4 separate regions of the Mus musculus genome follow, and regions 2, 3 and 4 are each linked to region 1. The links are chromatin contacts, called in public Hi-C, HiChIP or PLAC-seq and promoter capture Hi-C maps. All regions are on one chromosome and are shown on one strand. The core of a region is the stretch at or near the end of the contact, and the rest is flanking DNA. Distances in the headings are between cores, read along the strand shown.

What was found. Promoter capture Hi-C pulls out the DNA fragments that hold promoters and counts their contacts. Hi-C and Micro-C count contacts between places; a contact is called where the count stands out from the background. HiChIP or PLAC-seq counts read pairs in DNA pulled down with a chosen protein or histone mark.
Region 2: a FOXA1 HiChIP or PLAC-seq map of pancreatic cancer cells shows a contact between it and region 1. The contact joins the promoter of Ralgds here to the promoter of Rxra in region 1. A contact is called at or near these places in 1 of 39 promoter capture datasets (hippocampal neurons) and 3 of 115 datasets of contacts at active chromatin or transcription factors (embryonic forebrain, pancreatic cancer cells and stem cell-derived neural progenitor cells).
Region 3: a contact with region 1 is called in a Hi-C map of cerebellum, with 4 times the contacts expected there. The contact joins the enhancer-like site here to the promoter of Rxra in region 1. A contact is called at or near these places in 1 of 39 promoter capture datasets (frontonasal cranial neural crest), 1 of 484 Hi-C or Micro-C datasets (cerebellum) and 1 of 115 datasets of contacts at active chromatin or transcription factors (bone marrow-derived macrophages).
Region 4: a contact with region 1 is called in a promoter capture Hi-C map of hippocampal neurons, with 2.3 times the contacts expected there. The contact joins the promoter of Olfm1 here to the promoter of Rxra in region 1. A contact is called at or near these places in 4 of 39 promoter capture datasets (embryonic stem cells, hippocampal neurons, neural stem cells and 1 more) and 1 of 484 Hi-C or Micro-C datasets (the N1E-115 cell line).

What each region holds. Positions count from the first base shown.
Region 1 is chr2:27,675,236-27,679,996 of GRCm38.p6, forward strand. Rxra (retinoid X receptor alpha) reads left to right here and starts at 1,966. Exons shown (of 10, transcript NM_011305.3): 1 at 1,966-2,225. The coding sequence starts at 2,198.
Region 2 is chr2:28,531,304-28,536,064 of GRCm38.p6, forward strand. Ralgds (ral guanine nucleotide dissociation stimulator) reads left to right here and starts at 2,161. Exons shown (of 18, transcript NM_001145835.1): 1 at 2,161-2,430. The coding sequence starts at 2,248.
Region 3 is chr2:28,412,797-28,417,557 of GRCm38.p6, forward strand. No RefSeq gene overlaps it. Among named protein-coding and RNA genes, the nearest start is that of Gm13373, 10 kb to the left of the region's middle. Within about 2 kb of position 2,580, at least 30 of the 459 cell types and tissues checked have an H3K27ac peak or open chromatin away from gene starts, as enhancers often do. A contact at or near this core is called in cerebellum, where this site is marked.
Region 4 is chr2:28,203,591-28,208,351 of GRCm38.p6, forward strand. It overlaps Olfm1 (olfactomedin 1), which reads left to right and starts at 2,099. Exons shown (of 6, transcript NM_019498.2): 1 at 2,099-2,509; 2 at 4,488-4,637. The coding sequence starts at 2,360.

The DNA of each region.
Region 1 (4,761 bases), core at 716-3,215:
ATCCACCCCCACAGACCTTTCCTGATCCTTTCTGTTCTGAAACTTAGCGTGAGCAGGCTGTCTGCAGCCCAGATTTCACTGGCCAGGGTAGAAAGTTGGTACTTTATTGTTGGTCACCACGTGTTGCCCTGGCGAGGATGGCCCAGGAGTTTGAAGAACAGGTCTTAGCTCTCTACTGTGATAACACGTCCCTAAGGTAAAGCTTATAGTCTCTTTCTGCTCTCTGGCCTTGCTGTTGACACAGGGAGTTAGTTCTACCCCCTCACAGCCTGCCATAAGAGTCTCAAAATGGCCCTGTCAAGGAAGGAATCTGGGGGTTTTCTCCCTGGCCAGTGGGTCCAATGGAGCTGTGCTACCTGATGCAGGCACTACCAGAAGCACCCCAAGTTGTGTGCCACACTAAGGGAACTCCCAGGTGATGACCTGGGAAAGGAGGCCTGGTTTGTAGTGCAACCCAAGGCATTAGCAACCCCATTTTGTTTCCCAGCCCACATAGGAGGACCAGACATGGCCTTTCTCTAAGACAGGTCTATAGCTTTTCTGGTAGGCTGCTAAAAGACATCTTTAAGATAGAGTCCCACAACTATTGCTTTTTTTGTTGTTTTTGTTTTTTGTTTTTTTTCTGAGACAGGGTTTCTCTGTATAGCCCTGGCTGTCCTGGAACTCACTTTGTAGACCAGCTGACCTCAAACTCAGAAATCCGCCTGCCTCTGCCTCCCGAGTGCTGATATTAAAGGCGTGTGCCACCAAGTTCGGCCAACTATTGCTTTTTACAGAGAAAAAGTGCAGTCCTGGAGGACGGTGGTAGTGGGCCCACGCAGAGCTTTCTTTTTTGTCTTGAGGGGAGGTGTTCTCTTTGGGCAGCACCTACTCTGTGCAGCCTGTGGACTTTGGTAAACCCCTCTGCCAGGGCCTCCACGCTGGATTTTGGTCTGGCAGGCACCAGCTGGGAGTGGAGGGAGGCGGGACTGCCGGTTGCCTGGCTTGGCGCAGGGGGAACTCTGCGCTTAGGGAGGCTGGCTTGGCTCCGCTCAGGTAGCTCACACCCAAATCCGAATTCCAGCTGCCCAAGTCGGCGGGCGGGTTGCGGAGGAGGCCCAGGCTCTCCCTGGGTAGGAGTGCTTCCTTTCGTTTTTAAACAAACAAATCATGAATTTAAGTCAGGGCAGAGAGCTAACCAAGGTATAAAAATAGCCTGGGGCCACGGGTGATGTCCGAAGCCGGCAGTAGCGCCCTTCAAGCCCCGCGCCTCTGAGGAGGGTGAGAGCCGTCGTGTTAACGTGGGTACCCCGAGCAGCACCCCAGCCCCCCTCTGCCTGTCTGGCCTGCGGTCAGACACCAGGGTCCTTTTTGGGCCTCTCGCGTGTTAGGTGAAGGGGACTGGGACGTCCAAAGGGCAGCATCTCCCTGCCCAGCTGCTTGCCTCTGGCTCACGGCCCTTCACCGGCCTCAGTTTCCCCATGTGTCCACCGGGATGCGCAGGGCCTCGGCTCTTCTGCAGGGAGCCTTGCAGGACCAGGGTCCTCGCGCGGCCACGGCCGGCCTCTTTGTGTGTCCGCGCAGACAATGGCCCGGCCGCGGGGCTCTCCTCCCGGCCCGGCTCTCCTCCTCCTCCTCCACCACCACCGCGGGCCGCCGGGTTTTTGGGCAGCCGGGAAGGGAAGGCTGCTTTACCCCACCGCCCCGCCCTCCTCCCACGCCGCCGCCCCACGGCTCCTGGGAACCCTTGGCAGATGCAAACTTGCAAGTTTGCAGGGCGCTCACAACTCGGGGCCGGGCTGCGAGCGCGGGGTGGCCGTGGTGGTGGCGGCGGCGGCGGCAGCGGCGGGCGGGGCGCGCACCGGTTGCGGGCGGGGCGAGTGGCGGCGACGGCGCTGCGCCGAGTCCGCGCCCGTCGCGGGCCCCCCGCCGCTCCCCCCCCACCCCCCCGCCCCGCTGCAGGCCGGGCCGGAGCGGGTCGCGGGCGCGCGGCGGAGGCGCGGGCGGCGGGTGCGCGCGCGGGGCGCGCGCAGGCACAAGTAGTTTACATTGTTGGGCGACTTTTGCAACAACTCGCCGCGCCGCGGCCTCCGCGCGCCGCCGCCGCCGCTGCCGCCGCCGGCTCCCCGCCGCCCGGGCCCCGGGCGGGCCGCGCCGGGGGCCGCCGCGCTGCCGCCCTGCTGCTCCGCCGCCGGCTGGGCATGAGTTAGTCGCAGACATGGACACCAAACATTTCCTGCCGCTCGGTGAGTGCTGGCCGCGGCGGCGCGGGCGAGGGAGGGGGCCGGGGCTGGCGGGGCGGGGGCGCGTGCGCAGCGCGCGCTGGGGGTCCGGCCGGGCCCATTGGCCCCGAGCCGTGGCGGTACCGAGAGTTAGCGCGCCGGGCCCGGGGAGGCGAGTGGGCACAGGGCAACTTTTCCCGGGCCCAGGCGCGCGGCGGGAGAGGGCGAGGACGCCGGGCCTCTGACTTGCCGAGGAGCGGGAGTGGGCGGCGGGCTGGCGCGAGCGCAGGTTCGCTCGGGACGTGGAGAGGGACCCTCACGCTGCGCCTCGCGCTTCCGCGGACCCCCGGGGCGCCCAGCTCTAGCTATCCGGGAACCGAGCCACGCCGGAGGAGCAACTTCTGAGCTCGCTGGAGGGCTCCGGGCCTCCCTGGCATTGGGATGGGGACGACGCGCTGGGCTCCGGGAGGCCACTGCTCTTCCCGGCTCGTCGGGCTGTGGCTTGGAGAAGGCCGCTGGCCCCTGGCTGTCTCTTTGCCCAGGATAGAGTCTGCGATCTTGCCGTTCCCCGACAGCAGACCAAACCTAGGTGGGCACGGTCACTCTGGGTCTCTGATTAAACCCAGGACTGGGGCCCCACACTCTGGCACCCCTAGTTTTCAGTATTTAGGGGAGACAACCCATCGGCAGAAGGATCATTTTCTTGTCCTGCAACCCTCCCGCCAGCAGCACCCAGCCCCAAACAGCCTGCCAACTCCCGGAGTAGAACCAAGCAGGGTCAGAGCCCCCCACTCATTACTCTCCCTGGGGTTTGGGAGCCAGAGGGAAGCAGGGTAGGGAGACTTATAAATGAGCTCCGGGAAAGATATTAATTTGGTGGTGAGGACAGCAGCCAGGCTGTCAGGCTGGTGAAGAATTTGTGCTGATTGGAAATCAGGACAGCAGATTATGGACGAAGCTCCACGATGATCATTGCCTCTTTGCCTCCCACCCCCTATGAGGTTTGGGATGCATTTTGGCTACCCTGAGGGGTGATCAGAACCCAGCATGGTTGCCAGGACTTTTGGTGATTTGGGGAGGTGGTACCTCCTTAACCTCCAGCCTTCTCACAAACAGGTCTGCTGCAAAGTGACTGGGGTTGTGTTACAAGTGTGTCACAGCTTCAGACTCTCCATCCTTATGAGTAGTGATAGAGACAGTGGGAGCACACCTGAGCTTGGGGGTCTAGCTCCCCGGCTATAAACTCCTGTCCCTGTTGCAGTTGAGAAACTGACTGGGGAAGGCTTCACTTCGAGGCTACAAATGGTGGATTTGGCATTGTAACCCCCTGCCAAAGTCAGCCGACAAGAAAGCTTTGTTACTGTGGCTTGTTGCTGTGGGGCCTGGGGTGGGGTGGGGGTGGGAGGCTCCTGAGACATCTCTTTCTCCTTCATTCAAGCCTTGATGTGCACACAGAGTTGGGTCCTTCAGACAGGAATGCTTTGCTCAGTCTCTGGCCTGGGACACGGCCAGGGCCTGGCACTACTTTGGCTAGGTCTTGAGATGGGAACACCACCCCAGGAGAGACAGAGCCCGTTCTCAAAGTTGACACATACAGAACTGGCAATGACATTGCAGGCGGCTGGACTGGAGTCTCCATGAAGAGGAGTTATGTCTCAGAGCTGCTGTGTTGGCTTCACAGAGTGGTGGCTCTCAGGACCAGCTTTGGCCTCCCAGGCAGCCTGTGCCCCAGGGCTGAGGGCTGAGTCCTGGGCTCTGATTACGTTTTATTTTTTACTAAGCTTGTGACCAGCTCTGAAGTCCAGTGCAGTTGAAGATCCATTTAAGCGGCTACTTGCCTAAGCCCTTTTGTCAACACAGCCTAATCCCTCCTGGGGGCTGAGTGTCAGAGGATCTGGCTCGTCCAGGGTCCCCACTGACAGCTTGGGTCTGACTTGAAGTGTCTAGGAAAGTTTGGCCATCCCTTTTTCACTCCCTTGCCCCTTTTGGGGTCCGGGACCCAGGGCTCTTTCCAGTGTGCACTGTGTGTGTTTGGTGGTCCAGGCAGCCTCCAAGCTTCTGCCAACTGAGCTGATCTGCACAGGACAGATCTAGGAAGAAAGAAGGGAGGTTGGGGAATTTGCCCCAGGCAGCCCCTGTTTCCTGGCTCTGCTGTCCAGGGCTGGTCTTCCTCCATGCCAGTTGGGGAGTTGGGGTAAGGGCTGGCCTCAGCCTAGATGGTGGGACTGGAAGGCTGAGCCTGCAGAGTCCAAAGGTCTCAAGCCTGCACTGCCCCTCTCAGCTGTTAGTGGCCCATTTGCTTGTGAGAGTAACAGGTTTCCAGAAGCCAGGCTCTAGACCTCCAGCCACCCTCTTGTGTGGTACTTGGGGACCTGGTGAGCTTGGGGCCTGCCTGAGGGGGCTTTTAGTAACATCAGAGCCCTTGTGACCCAAAATAGAGCACATTCCGGGAGTCCCGAAATAACAGAGTCACATGACTCTCAGGAGGCTGGGCTTGGAGTCCAGCTTGGGCCTGACTAGGCAGTTCATGTTTAGGCCCCTGGCTGTCTACTGATTTGGG
Region 2 (4,761 bases), core at 911-3,410, 860 kb after region 1:
GGGACAGCTAGGGCTATGCAGAGAAACCCTGCCTCAAAAACAAAAAAGGAAGAGGAAGAGGAGGAGCAGCAGCATCCGTGCCATCAATTTGTGGTAGTCTTCAGCTACCTAAGGTTGACCCTGCTCCAAAAATATTAAATGGAAAATTCTAGAATCAGATCTCTTGCTGTTCTGAGCAACATAATGAAATCAAGCCTTTTCTCCCCTCGCCACGCCTCCCACGTGAAGTCATCCCTTTGCCCGCTATACTCAAACAGTGCTTGCTTAGGGAGCAACCTGGCTGCCTGGGTCATTGCTCTGACCATTGTGGTTCACTGTTCCTCTTATTTCAGGATCCTGCTGGGTATCCTAGAGTGCATCGCCTTGCTACTCAACAGTCAGTTTGTTCATATCAGGTTCACAAACCCACATACTGGCTGGTATCTCTTCTTTCTGTGTACCTCCACACCCCCATATATTTGTTAGCAAAGCAAAACCTGTTTGTCTGTCTGTCCTATAGGCTGGATTTCCATAGGTTGCAGGCTGGTGGTGTGTGGAGGCTATCCTTCTGACTCCTGTTGTTCCCCAAGTGATGGTTAGATTTAGGTGTGGGTTGCAAGACGTTCTTCACTATCCCACATATGCTGTCCTTATCCCCTCTCTTTTGATGGGCCTGCTCTTGATAAAGGATATTCCCTGTAGGCTGGGGGCTAATCATGAGGGAATGCTTAGGAGGCCTTGGGGAGGGCTCTGCTTTCTGGGAAGTGTCTAAAAAGTCACAGCTGGTGCTGGGGATGCTGAGGGTGTGAGCCCTGTGGGGTCTAGGGCAGCAGGCAGGAACATGGGGACACTTATATTGGTGAAAGGGGGTCAGAGTAAAAAGGCTTGAGCTGTTGGCCTATGGGAGTGAGGAGCTTGTCTGTCTGTCTGTCTGTCTGTCTGTGTGGCTTTATGTCTCTGTGTATCTGCCTACACATATGTGTGTCTGTGTTTCTGTGTCTGTGCATGTGATATCCATGAACAGACTTCCCAGGAGGGAAATGCAGAGCGAGACAGGAAAGGAACTTGATAAAACAGGTGGACAGCAACCAGAAAAGCAGAGTAGATGATGGAACCTCACCTCTGCCACCGTCCATCCCTGCAATTAGTGTGTCTGGAGGCAGCCTGCCTGCCGACGGCCTGCCCGCAGGGTTGACGCCTGGGGACTAAGTATCAGAGAGAAGTGGCCCTTAGAAAAAGAAAGCCAGAATAGGAGAGAGCAGCAGGGTCAGGAAACAAAGCTGAGCTGCTGCCGGGTCCTTGGCCCAGGAATGGGGCTGGGGAAAAGCCTACAGAATGTGTGGGAGCCACTGCCTTCCTGTGATATACCCCCACACGCCTGGACTTCCTGGAGATAGGGCAGAGCCCGGGCTTCTGAGCAGCCTTAGGGGATCTCCACACCTAGCCAAATCTGCCTATCTTTTTCTTAAATCATATTCACTGGAGCCTGTTCATAAAAATACTTTCTGACAATTAAAAATTTCAAAGAAAATTTAGGCCTTGTGGCGGGAGAGATGGCCCAGCATTCACAGTTTGTTCCCCTCAGGCATCAGCGTCTACCATGTCTGCAATGTACACACATGCATGGCAAATAACAGTACACATACAATAAAATAAACAAGCCTTTAAAAGTACGCCACCTCACCTAGTGGTAACCAGCATTGCTTTTGCATAGTAGGTTTGTCTAGTTTGTGCATGACTGTGGTGACTGGAGCTGAGGCTGGAAGCATCCCTCTCCCAATGGAGCTTGGACTGGATGCCAACGCCCTGTGGACACTGAGCCCAATCAATCCTCAGGGTCACCCTTCCCCATACTCTAATATATGAGCACATAGTCAGTGACCTCATTGACATCCTCCCAGTCACACTCTTGGAGGAAGTCATTTTCATTACCCATACTTTCCAGGTGAAGAAACTGAGGCTACAGAGCTAGGGGGTGTTGTAACTGGAATTCCCGGGAAGTGGATCTGATTTCAGCAAAACAGCATCACGGGCCGCCCACACAATACATAGACTGTGTATGCAAGCGCTGTCCACCAGGCCTGCCAACTAGAGGAGGCCCACGCCCCCTCTGAAACCACTCCCCCAGCAGCCCACGCCCCCAGCTGACATCAGCGAGGCCCGGCCTCTGGCGCAGAGCGCAGGCAGCGCGGAGCCGCGCCGGCCCTGCGCCCCGCGCTGCCCCGGGTCTCGCGGCCCGCCGGCCACCCGCGCCACCGTGAGTCGTCCATGGTGCAGCGCATGTGGGCTGAGGCGGCCGGGCCCATAGGGGGCACCGAGCCGTTGTTTCCCGGTTCCCGGCGCAGCCGCAGCGTGTGGGACGCCGTGCGCCTGGAGGTGGGCGTCCCCGACAGCTGCCCAGTGGTGCTGCACAGCTTCACGCAGCTCGACCCTGATCTGCCGCGCCTGGAGGTGGGTGAGCCCAACGTCCTTTGCAGCATTGTGTGTGGCTGGGGGGTTCCTTCCTCAGAAGTCCCCCTGCTGTATCAGCCCTGGGGCAGCCAGTTGGGCATTACAGCTTCCAGCACACCCTCAGCAGTAGGTGGGGAATCAGAGCTGAATTCCCGTGCCCCCTCAATTCATCCCAGTACCTGCTCCCACTCATCACAGGTGTGACAACCCCAATTACTGCAGTCAGTCAAACCTTTAAGCCCCTCCATGCTGTCACTATTTACACGCCTGTGGTGTGTGAATGCTCCAACCACGAGGGCCTATCCTCATTTCAAACCCTTGTCAATGGGGCGCGTGACACGAGGAGGCCACAATATAGTGGGCCAGCAAGTGGTTGTGGTGGCACAGCCCTAAACTCCCCAGAGGTGAGTGGGACCTCAGGGGCCTTTGAATACCCATCACTGAGTCAGACATAGGTCTAATGACCCGGGAACATCGAGGCTGTTCAGAGGAGGCAGTGGCAGGAAGGGAGTGGGATGGGCTGGAAGATTCAGAGACCATGCCCTTATGTGTGGGTGGTGGGAATAGTGAATGTGGGTAGGAGCTTGTTTCTAGTGTCCTGGGCAGGGACACCCAGCAGTGCCCTCTTCCTTTCACCTTAGTGTACACCTGCCACCATGCCCCAGGGGTAGTGGAATCCCAAGGCAGCCCTGCATCCTGCTCTGCCTAGAGAAGGCTCAGACAAAGCATACTCGGGAACTTCTGGTCATGGGGCCCCCAGGCCTAGGAGGCCTCTTGTGCTTGGCAGGTGTCCCAAGCCAGGCTGCTCATTCACCCAGTGGTCTCATCCTGGAGGCGGCTGGGGAGGGACTCCGGGGAGCTTGGTGGTGGGCGGCCCACCACCAGCCCTGCACTCATCTGGCTTTCATTATGTCTGGCAGAGTCTCCGGCTTTGTGTGCTGGAAGGGCCTAGCCTGATCACTCCTGGAGGGGGGTGTCAAGCTTCTCTCTGACTCTGTCTGGCTACATCCCTAAGGACCCTTTGTGGCAGGGCTGTTGAAAGGTTCTGTTCCTGCATGGGTTGCTGCTATCTGTGCCTCCTCTGCTGCCCTCTCTCCAGGCCTCTGTGTTGTCATGCAGCCTGGTCACCGTTTAGAAATCAGAGGGAAGCTTCTGGCTGGGTCAGGAAAGCCAGGGTCCTGGCAGGAGAGGAGGCCACAGCCGGAAACTGAACACAATGACCATTTAGCATTCGCCTGGGGGAGGGGGCAGGGAAATCCCTGTCTGTTTTGCCAATAATTCCCTCCCATCCCCATCCTGAGTCTGGTTTCCTGGTAGCAGACCCAGGTCCAGAAATGAAATCAATCCAATTAAGGTCCCTGCACTCTCTGTCTTTGCCTTTCGTCTTCTGTCATTTGTTTCCATCAGCCTGGGGTTGCCAGATGTCCTCACACATCTGGGCATCTGCCTACTCTCTCAGTTCTAAGTCAAGCCACCACCGACCTAGCTTGACCTGCCCCAGTCTGCTTTATAGAGGTCACGAGGTTTATGCTCCTGCCACAGGCTTGCTTCAGCTTCATCCTGGCGAGAGTGACTGTGAATCTGTAGCATTCACAGGCAGCAGGCACCAATACCGTGTTCCTCCCGGCTCACACAGACCTCCAGCTCAGATGCCAGTGCCATCTGCTAAGAGGCTGGAGGCCAGAGAGGTGAAGTCCCTGACCTAAATAAATACATTGTCAGAAAGGGTCGCAGACAGGACTTCAGCACAGTGTTCCCTGGGGTTGGGGGTAGGGTGTCTGGTACATATAAGATCTAGAAGCAGGACCCAGCAGAGATGGCTAGTGAGCAGTAGAAGCCCGCAAAGGTCGTGGATAGAGCTTGACCCAAGCACTGCAAAAAAGCCTTTGTCGGGTGAGTGATGGGGAGGCTTAGAGTCCAGGAGAAGGTGAGAGTACCTCAGATTTTGAGACCTTGGGAACTGTAACCAGGGGCTTAACATAAAAGCTAACAGCCGCTGGGGCTTGGTGGAAGAGCCTAGGCTAAATAATTTGCATGCATTTTGTCCTTTGAGGGGTTCAGGGCTATTAATAGCCCATTTAACAAATGAAACAACTAATTAGGTTGCACTCAACAAGCTGGTCAACTGCAGAGGCCGAGGCCAGGCAGGCAGGCGTCTTATCCTGGCTGCTTGCCTGTGTCGCCTGAAGGCTGTGTGGGTTGGACACAGTGAGGCCAGGTTTCTTCCTCCGAGCCGTCTGCTTTCTTGATCACACTGTGTGCAGCTCGTAGTTTACCCCAGGGTTCTTTTGTTCCCTTGACCCTGAAAACTCAGAGATATAGGTACATAGT
Region 3 (4,761 bases), core at 1,330-3,829, 740 kb after region 1:
TGGAGTGGCCACTGCTGGGGCTCAGTTTCCACTTCCCAGAAGCAGCAATGAGCCCCGAAGTTGCCATCTTCAAAACAGTCCCAAGAACTGACCACTGTACTGAACATAAAAGCTCCTGTAACTGTAAAGCTCTGTGCCTTGGGAGTATCACAATGGTCATGCCACAGCCCCCAGGCAGACCCAATCCCTACCAGTCCATGAGAGCAAGTGCTGGCTGGGCACAGCATGGGGCAGGAATCCAGGCCCACATGTGCAGCTGGCAACTGTTCCAGGAGCCAGGCAGCCTGTGGGCTGCAGCAAGCTTGGGGAAGGAAAGGACGAGGCAGATGGCTCGTGGGAAGGCTGGTGGCACCACCCCCATGTGGGCGGCAGACGCAGACTTCTCCTGGTGCTATCTCCTCCGCACCAGATCAGGAGATGCCATGGGAGGATGGGTTTGGCACAAGAGATGAGCTTCCAGCCTCTCAGTGCCACCCTGGCCTCTAGGAAGATTACATTCAAACTTACACTCGGCACAGTCCCACTGACTCCCAACACCCTGTCCTGCCCTCTGTCGATCCTTCCTCACATGGATGACCCTAGCCACTTTCACTCAGCAGACTGTTCCTATGGGAGAGCTGAAGCCCCAGGGCTTTTACCCCTTAGGATCTTTTCCCAACCAGCCAGTCTTAGAAAAGTGTTTCTAAAATAAGAGGATGGATGCGTGGATGGATGGATGGACAGATAAGTAGATAGATAAATAAGTTGATGTGTCAGTGACAAGGTAGATAGATCTGTGGATAGATGGATAGATGATGGTGGACAAGCTGCAGGTTACATGGGTGGATGGATGAATGGATGACTAAATGAATAGCTTGTGGATATATAGAGATATATATAGATATATGCAAATGGCTAGATACGTAGCAAGTGGGTGGATGGGAGCATGGATGGATGAGCAGATTGATGGATGGATGGATGGATGGATGGATGGCTGGATGGATGGATGGATACATGTGTTGGGTGGGTAGATAGATAAGTGGAAGGATGGATGATAGATGGATAGATAAAGGATGGGTAAATGGTGGGTGAGTGGAAGAATAAACGAGAGGATGCATGGATGCATGGGTGCATGGATGAGTAAATGGATGGACAGATGGATGAATAAATGAGTACATGGATGATGTGGATGGATGGATGGATGGATGGATGGATGGGTAAATGGATTGCTAAATATGTGGGTAGCAGATGAGTGGACAATGGACAATATGGATGGGTACACCCATGAATGGAACTGAGTGGATGAACACCCAGGTGGCATGAATGGATGGATAGACAGAGGATGATGCAGGGTTAGATAGTTGGGTAGACATAGATTATGTGCTTGGCACACAAATGGAAGGACAGTGGACGAAGAGGAGGACCGGGACAGGGCAGGACCTGGGCTTAGATCCAAGGTTGGAGGTGTGAGAACAGGAAGCCCAGGGAGGTGGACTATTTGCCAAGCAGAGCAAGACAGGAGTAATTAAGCCCATGTGCACTTCCCAGAAGCCCCAGCAGCCCTGGCTTCATTAAGGTGCTGGCCAGGGAAATCTCATCAGAAATAGAAATTGAGGTTTGGGCTGCTTCCAGCTGCACACTCTCTAATTCCAACCCAACCACAGCCCAGGAGGGCCCAGCCCACAGTGTCCAGAAGTGAAGAACCCAGAGCAGGAAGTGTCCCTACCTGGATGACACCCCTGACCTTCTGAGGCTCTATTGCCCTCTCCCTCTGGGAAAACCCAACAACACAAATGCCAAGCAATGCCCGGCTTCAGACAACTCAGGATCACCTTCTGTGATCACAGCCCATCCCCCACCGGAGCCCACACATTTCTGTCTGTCCTTCCTCACATGCAGATAGATTTGACAGCCAGACATGTCTCCTCCCTATGTAATCCTACTCATGCGAGTCCCACACAAGACTTTCAATCAGGTTATCATTGCTTCAACTTGCACATGGAGAAACTGAGGCTGACATGAGGTCGTGGTCCCATCAGTGACTTGCCCAGAGTATGGAGTCCAAGGTGTCTATGTGATCAGACTCAGCATCACCAAAGGCATCCAAACAGCGTCACATGCACGGCCAGCACCAACCTTTGCCATCATCTGCAGAGTTGGCACACACCGATTCAGAGGGACCCAGATGCCCACTACCCAAGGAGGCCGAGTAGTCCAGGTCTTGGCCTTGAGTGCTCCTGGCATCTCAGACCTGCAGTACCAAAAACCTACCCTAAAAACCTGTGGCATCTGGACACAACATCCCCATTCTACCAACCTTGTGTTCCCTTTATTTTATAGGTAAGGGAGGCCTCTGCATCCAGCTGAGTGAAGCCCTGGGAAACGCCACATGACTGAGGTGGGTACAGGCAGCCTTCCTAATGCCACATGACTGAGGTGGGTACAGGCAGCCTTCCTAATGCTTAGTGCGTCAGTAGCTGCTGCTGTGTGGCCCAGAGGCAGCGCCTTCCCCTCGCTGGGCCCTCCCAGCACCTTCTCTAGAGGAGCAATGGAGAGGACCCCTTCCGAGCCCACTCAGCACGGTCTGTTCTGTTCAGCAAACCCAACATTTCTAGACCTCTCTGCGTTCATGCCCACACATCCAGAGAGACAGCACCAGAACCTCCCTGTGTTGCAAAAGGAACAAAGGCTGTTTCGTGAGCAAGAATATAAGTTGGCGCCAGCTATAGAATTCTCTGCTTAGTGACCCAGTTTCTCAAGGGGGAGGGGTAGGGGGTTCCGTGTCAAGTTGGAACAAATTAAAATACATTTGTCTTTCATTCGGAAGGAGTCCAGCACAGCAGGAGAGCCAGGCACGGCCTCATTCCAGCATGCCTAGTGCCAAGTCAATTTGCAAAGAGAAGTGTACACATGGCTTGGGGGCAGTGTGGTAGGCCCTTGGGGGTGGGGCTATGGCTCATCCCAAGGCCACTGGCAGTTTGCCATACTCTGTCCAATGTGATGCTGACCGGTGCTTGTGGGTGAAGCTCCCCACCACCCCAGAGTGCTTCTTCGGGGCTGATAGGGATGACAGCCTGCCCCGGTCAGCACACTGTATCAGAGTCCCAAGTGTCACCGATAATCATAGGAACAACAACAATATCACTTACATTTGTTGGCTGCTATGTGTGGGCACTGGGCCAAGCCCTGCCTGTGGACAGGTCACAGGCAGATAAGAACCCAGGGACACAGCAAGAACTGGGGATCAACTTCATCCAGTCTGTCAACAAACACTTCTCTTTTCCTTTAAAATCTTTTTCATACAGTCTATTTTGATGTTTTCCCTCTCTTAGCTCCTCCCAGATTCTATCCACCCATCTTTATATTCTCTCTCTCTCTCCCTCTCTCTCTCTCAAAACAAAGCAAAGCAAAACAAAAGCATAAAACAAAACCAAAATAAAACAAATGAAGTAAAAATGCCAAAATGAAACAAAATTAAAAAAAAAAAAATCCTGTGCACGGTCCTGCCCTGGAGTGTGGTTGATATACCCAGTAACACTCCACTGCGGAAAAACTGGTTTTCCCTTTTCCAGTAAGTATCAGTTGCAGACAGCTTCTTAATTAGGGCTGGGAGCCTGTGGTCACTGGCTCTCTCGGTGCTGGGACCCCATCTAGCTTGAACTTGTGTAAGCAGTCTCTGTGTGTCCTTGTGTGCAGTCTCTGTGTGTCCATATGTCCATCAGTCCTGTTGTGTCTGCAGGACAGTCCTGTGGAGTCATCAGCCACATCTGGTTGGCTCTTAGCATCTTTCTACCTCCTCTTTCACTTAGACCCCAGTTCTATGCACTGAAACCAGAGGAATTCTGGGCTCCAATAGACAAAGGGCAAAGCTGCTTCCCCCACCCTGGGTGACAGAAAACACAAGCTGTGCACAATGAGCTCTATAGCCAGAATGAGGCCACAGGGCGGGGCCCTGCCTGGTGAAGCACAGGTACCAGGAGAGGCCATCAGACAAGGATGAAACAAAAAAGGGACATGGGGTCCTGCAAACCCTCCAGATAGACCATGGCATGCCTTGAAGGCCAAGTCAGGTCTCAGAGTGCCTGAAGCCATGAGTTCCTAGGGCAGGATGGAGGGGCCAGGCACTTGATATTTGCTGAGTCCTCATACTGACTGTGTGGAGAGGGTTGGAGGGCCAAGATAGACTCGTGAGTGTGTGTGTGTGTGTGTGTGTGTGTTGTGTGTGTATGAGTGTCTGTATGTGTGTCTGCGTGTGTGTGCATCTGTGTATGTATGTATGTTTGTGTGTGTATGTCTATGTATGTGTCTGTTTGTGTGTCTGTGTCTGTGTTTCTGTGTGTATGTCTGTGTGTGTGTTTGTGTGTGTGTCTGTGTGTGTATATGTTTGTGTGTGCCTGTGTGTGCATGTGTGTATATGTGTGTATGTATGTGTGTTTGTGTGTGTGTGTCTGTGTATATGCATCTGTGTGTGTCTGTCTGTGTATATGTGTGTGTGTGTATGTGTGCATTTGTGTGTATGTCTGTGTCTATGTACTTGTGTCTGTGTATGTGTCTGTTTGTGAGTGTGTGTGCATATGCACATATATGCACATGTGTGATGTGTCTCTCAGTCTCTCTGTGTCACCCTTTCCCATCCCTCCCTCTCTTACTTAGTCAAGGCCCTCCTGACCTCTCCAGACCTGAGTCTTATGTCAGGAAAAGCTGTGAACAGCCACAGGGTGATGGAGACTCCTGCTCTAGGCCTGTCCTGTAGGTGTGCCCTCATCCTGGCCTACCCTGACC
Region 4 (4,761 bases), core at 849-3,348, 530 kb after region 1:
TACTTGCATTGCTTGTGATATTTGACTGACAGCAGCTCCAGAGGTGTGTCAGAGGGCTCAGGGTCATCACACCTTATATCAAAGCCCAGCTCCGCAGCCTGCCTTGCACAGGTTGCTGGCTGAACCCATATTTATCATTTGAAAAGGTGACAATGACTGTCACCAGAGCAGGCCAGTCTTATTCCTACGCTCTTAACACATCACAGGAGAAAGCTACTATCGTCAAGCCCATTTTAAAAATGAGAGAGCTGAGTCTCAATAAAGCTCATTAGCTAGGTCACTGTCTCATACAAGTTCATAGCAGAGCTCCCCTTGACCCCAAGGTCACTTGACCTCTGGGAGGGACTTCTGCCCATTAGAGAGCAGGAAAGGTTTAATGGTGCTTGGCCATGGAGTGTGCCTAACAAAGACAGTTATGGTCTCTATGCTGCATCTGACACAGAGCTTAGAGCATGTTGCACTGTGTATCTTGCACTAAGTAGGAATTCAATAAAAGGTATGACTCCTGAGACGCCTTGAGAACTTTGAGGACTGTACTGGGCTGGATTTGAAATTGTTGATAAACATTAAGCGCTCCTTACCTTTGTGTAGTAGGAAGCAAGTGAGTAGACACAGCCACGGCCCTGATTCTGTTCAGAAAATGCCTGGCAGAGGATGTAGGGCAGAGAGCCTTGCATCTCCGGCTGCTGCATCCAGCAGGACCACTGGGTGTGACTGGACTGCAGTACCAGATTTCACGGAGAGATGGCGCCCTTCCCTAACAGTTGTAATTCGCTGGCATCTGACCCAAACTGGAGGCACCAATGAATGCCATGCATTAACCAGAGAAACAACTCCAATTGACTTCTTGAGCCAGCAGGGCTCACGCCCAGCACTCGGGCCAGGGTCATCTTGGCTGTTGACGTTTTCTCTGCAAATGAGGACTGAACACAGAGAGACAAGCCCCCGGAAGATGTCATATCCCTCTTGGCAGACCCCAGGAGGCCTGCCTTTGTTCTGACATCTCTTCCTGGTCTATAATTGACCAGGTGGGAAAGAGCGCAGGGGTAGGGGGCTGCGAATAGGCTGGCTTTCCCTGCCCGGGACTGGAACAACTTGGAGGAATGCCTGCAGAAACTGGCTTTCCTCAGCTTAGAGGGCTTGCTTCAAAGTCAAAAGCACTATGAAGTTGTGTTTGCCGGCTGTTCTGTTTTGCTGAGACTTACAAGTCTTGGCACAGATACTGCTGAAGCTTGCCTGGCCCTGATCTGGGTCCCTGCGAGGGACCCCTGTCCATCTAAGCCTACAGCATAGACGCCAGATACTCTAACCCCGCCCCTCCCCGCCCCCCGTGCATGTACCATACCCCACAATCATGGGTGTGGCCCCTCTAGTTCCTCCTGAGCCCTATGCTTCCAGCAGCTCCTGACGGTAGGTTGGCACACTCTCTCTCCTTCATCCTCTACTGTGCACAGCAGGCATACCGCCCCCCTCCAGTCCCTCTCTGTTTAAACCTGCTCCCACAAGCCCAGGGTGTTCCCCCGCTAGGACTTCCAACTGTCCCCTCCTTCTGAGGTAGTTGTCCAAGGTTCCCAGCAGTGTCTCTCACTTTGTAGCTACCTCTTTACTCCTGCGCTGACACTGGAGACTCCACCCAAGCTACTCTTTCCTGCTGGGGCTCAGGAGACACCCCAAACTGACTGGACTTAGTCCACCAGGGAAGGCAAGCCCAGCAGCAGGGGAGGAGACCCTTGACCACAAGCAGGCCGGGCCTGGGCGAGACAAAACCGTGAGGGTGACCGAGAGAGCTGGGCGAGGGGGTGTTCTGTGGATGGGTGCCATGCGAGATTCTTGAGGTTTTATATTTTTTTTTTACGATTTGTGGCGGCGTTTTATCCGTCCTCCTGGGTGACCCTAACTCTTCGGCCGACCGGTTTGCAGACCTCGCTGCCTGCAGCCAGGGGGCGTCGCGGAGCCGGAGCTCGGAGGAAAAATCCACCCATTTCCTGGGCAGATTGCGTCGGCCGCCGCCCGGCCTTGTCCCCGCCCCCCGGCCGCGGCCCCCGCGCACAGCCCGCGCCGCGCTCAGAACCCGGTGGCCCTTCTCGAGAGCGGAGCGCGCGGGGACGCTGCAGCGGCGGGCAGCGCGGGCAGGCAGCGCGCGCCGGGCAGGGCCGCCTGGTCACCTCCCGGCGCCGGGGCGGCGCGGCGATGGCCAGTGCGCACAGGGAGGCAGAGACCGGCGGGCGGCGGCGGGCAGAGGGGGCGCGGGGACGCGGCCGGGCGCCCCTGCCCGCCGTGGTGCCCGCCGCCTGAGGCTGCCCGGGGCGCGGGAGCCGGCGCCGGCGCGGCGCGGGCGCAGGAGGCCACTCGAGGCGCGATGTCGGTGCCGCTGCTGAAGATCGGGGTCGTGCTAAGCACCATGGCCATGATCACCAACTGGATGTCCCAGACGCTGCCCTCGCTGGTGGGCCTCAATACCACCCGGCTTTCGGCCGCCAGCGGCGGGACGCTGGACCGCAGCACCGGCGTAAGTGCGCCCGCCTTGAGCCCTCGCGGCCCCTCCTCCCTCCTGCCTCCTCTCGGGTCGAGCCCCGGGCTGGCCCGGCGGTGCGGCACAGGATGGGGTCACCCTGGGAGGGAGGGTTACAAGGGCCGGGGTCACGAGCCCACCCTCTGCCCTGCAGCCAAGCAGTGCCTTCAGCTGCGGCCGCCACTCGCACTCTGGCGTTTCGGGGCGATGCTTTTTGCTCCCAGTCCCCCGGAGGGGCTTGAGGACACCTGCTTTGGTGATGGTGGGAGGGGTTCAAAGTCCAGAGTCCTCGTTCACTAATATTAGAAAATCTTTCTTTGCAAAGCTTAGGAAACTGAAGCTAGGGACTTGGGGACTTAGCCAAGGTCACTCAGCAAGTAAGGGGTGGAGGTGCTGCTTAAAACCCTTTGTGGGCTAGGTCCAGCCAGGACTCAGCTCGCCCTACTTTGTAAAAGACGGACTGGACCAGTGCAGAGTGGGGCCCAAGGCAAAAGACCAGAGCTTGTGATCTCACCTGAGCCCCCCAAATCCCAAGGGACCCTTCCGGTCTCATCTCGGTTGGAAGATCTCAGCGTGCACTCTGGAGGAGGTTGAGAGGAGCTGGGCGGGACCCAGCTGCCGATCTGTCTTCACCCACCCCTCTCTACTGGCCTCTGACACGGAAATCGAATCTCCATGTCATCGGCAGCCTGCGGATGGGGAGCTATGGCTGGGGGTTGGGTGGAGGGTCTGGATAAGGCTGACTTCCATGATAGATGGAGCAGGCTGAGCAGAGACCACCCTTAAGTCAGGGGCCACTGGAAAGGGACCCTGGCATAACCTTCTCAGTGGAAAGGACAGGTGAGGGACCATTCTCCTCCAGTTTGATCCCAAGAGCTGGGTGGTGTGACCCACCACCACCACCACCACCATCTATCACTCTTGTAGGGTCTGCCTCTCCTGTTGTTTTAAAAAGAGTTTTCCTAGTGCCCTGGTACTGGGAGTGGTGTCCCACTCCTTAAATCCCAGAGGCAGGTGGGTCTCTGTGAGTTTGAGGCCAGCCTGGTCTACAGAGTGAGTTCCCTGACATTCAGAGCTGCGTAATGAGACTCTGTCTCAAAAAAAAAAAAAAAAAAAAAAAAGCCAAACAAAAATATCACCATGAGTTTCCCTGATAAGGATTTTGGATGCTTGTGTCCTAAGCTGGATGAATGAAATGAAGTATAGCACTACCTGCTTCTCTGCCTTCTTCCCATCCTTATCTAAAAATAGCAGGGAAGTGCAGGATGCCAGGGAAGGGCTTGGAGACTGGGTAGGCTGCAGTGGCTGGAGGGCAGGGGTCATGGTGGTGTGTATGCAGGAGCCTTGGTGGCTTCTGCCCCTGCTGTGTATCTGAAGGTCAGGGTCATGGGTGGTATAGAAGGCCTGCAAGGTGAATCCAGCCACTCAGTTCTGGGTCCTTGGTGGTCTTTGGGCAAACCCTCAGGATTGAGGTTAAGGGTGACCCTTACACAATATATTTGTTGACATCCACCAAATGGCTAGTGCGTGGGGGAGCTTCATGGAGTTGGAAATCAACATCTGAGCCAGGCTGCTTTTGTTCGGGAGACAACACAGCTCTAGGGTTGCTGCTCTCAGTTCTTAGGTGCCGACTCAGGACTCATAACAATTGTGCTTGTCTCCAAGTGTTAGGGAACAGGAGCTCAAGGCTCGTCAGCATCTTGCTGGAAGAAGAGGGTATCTGATTCCCTAAGCCATTAGCTACTGGTTTCTTATATGGCCCCCTCACCCAACCTAGTGCATCGGCGGCCCCTCCCACCTCCCCCGGCATTAATTTGGTTAGAGGTCAAAACTCTGAGCACCCAGGGTTGAACATGCATTTTAAGGCACTGTTCCTCTCCAATTCTTTGAGACCTCAGCACCTGGGTACAGGTCTCCCTCATCCTCACATTCTCTCTTTCTCTCCTCGTGCCCTTCCCTGCCTGCCCTTCTCCAGGTGTTGCCCACCAACCCCGAGGAGAGCTGGCAGGTGTACAGCTCTGCCCAGGACAGTGAGGGCAGGTGTATCTGCACAGTGGTCGCCCCCCAGCAGACCATGTGTTCGCGGGATGCCCGCACAAAACAGCTGAGGCAGCTACTGGAGAAGGTGAGTCCGTGCAAGGGGTTGATGTGTGAGTTTGCACATGCAGAGTGCAGTGTGGCGGCCTGAGGCTTGGCTGGGCCTTCACTGGCATGGCCCACGCTCTAAACATTTGTGACTGAATGAATGG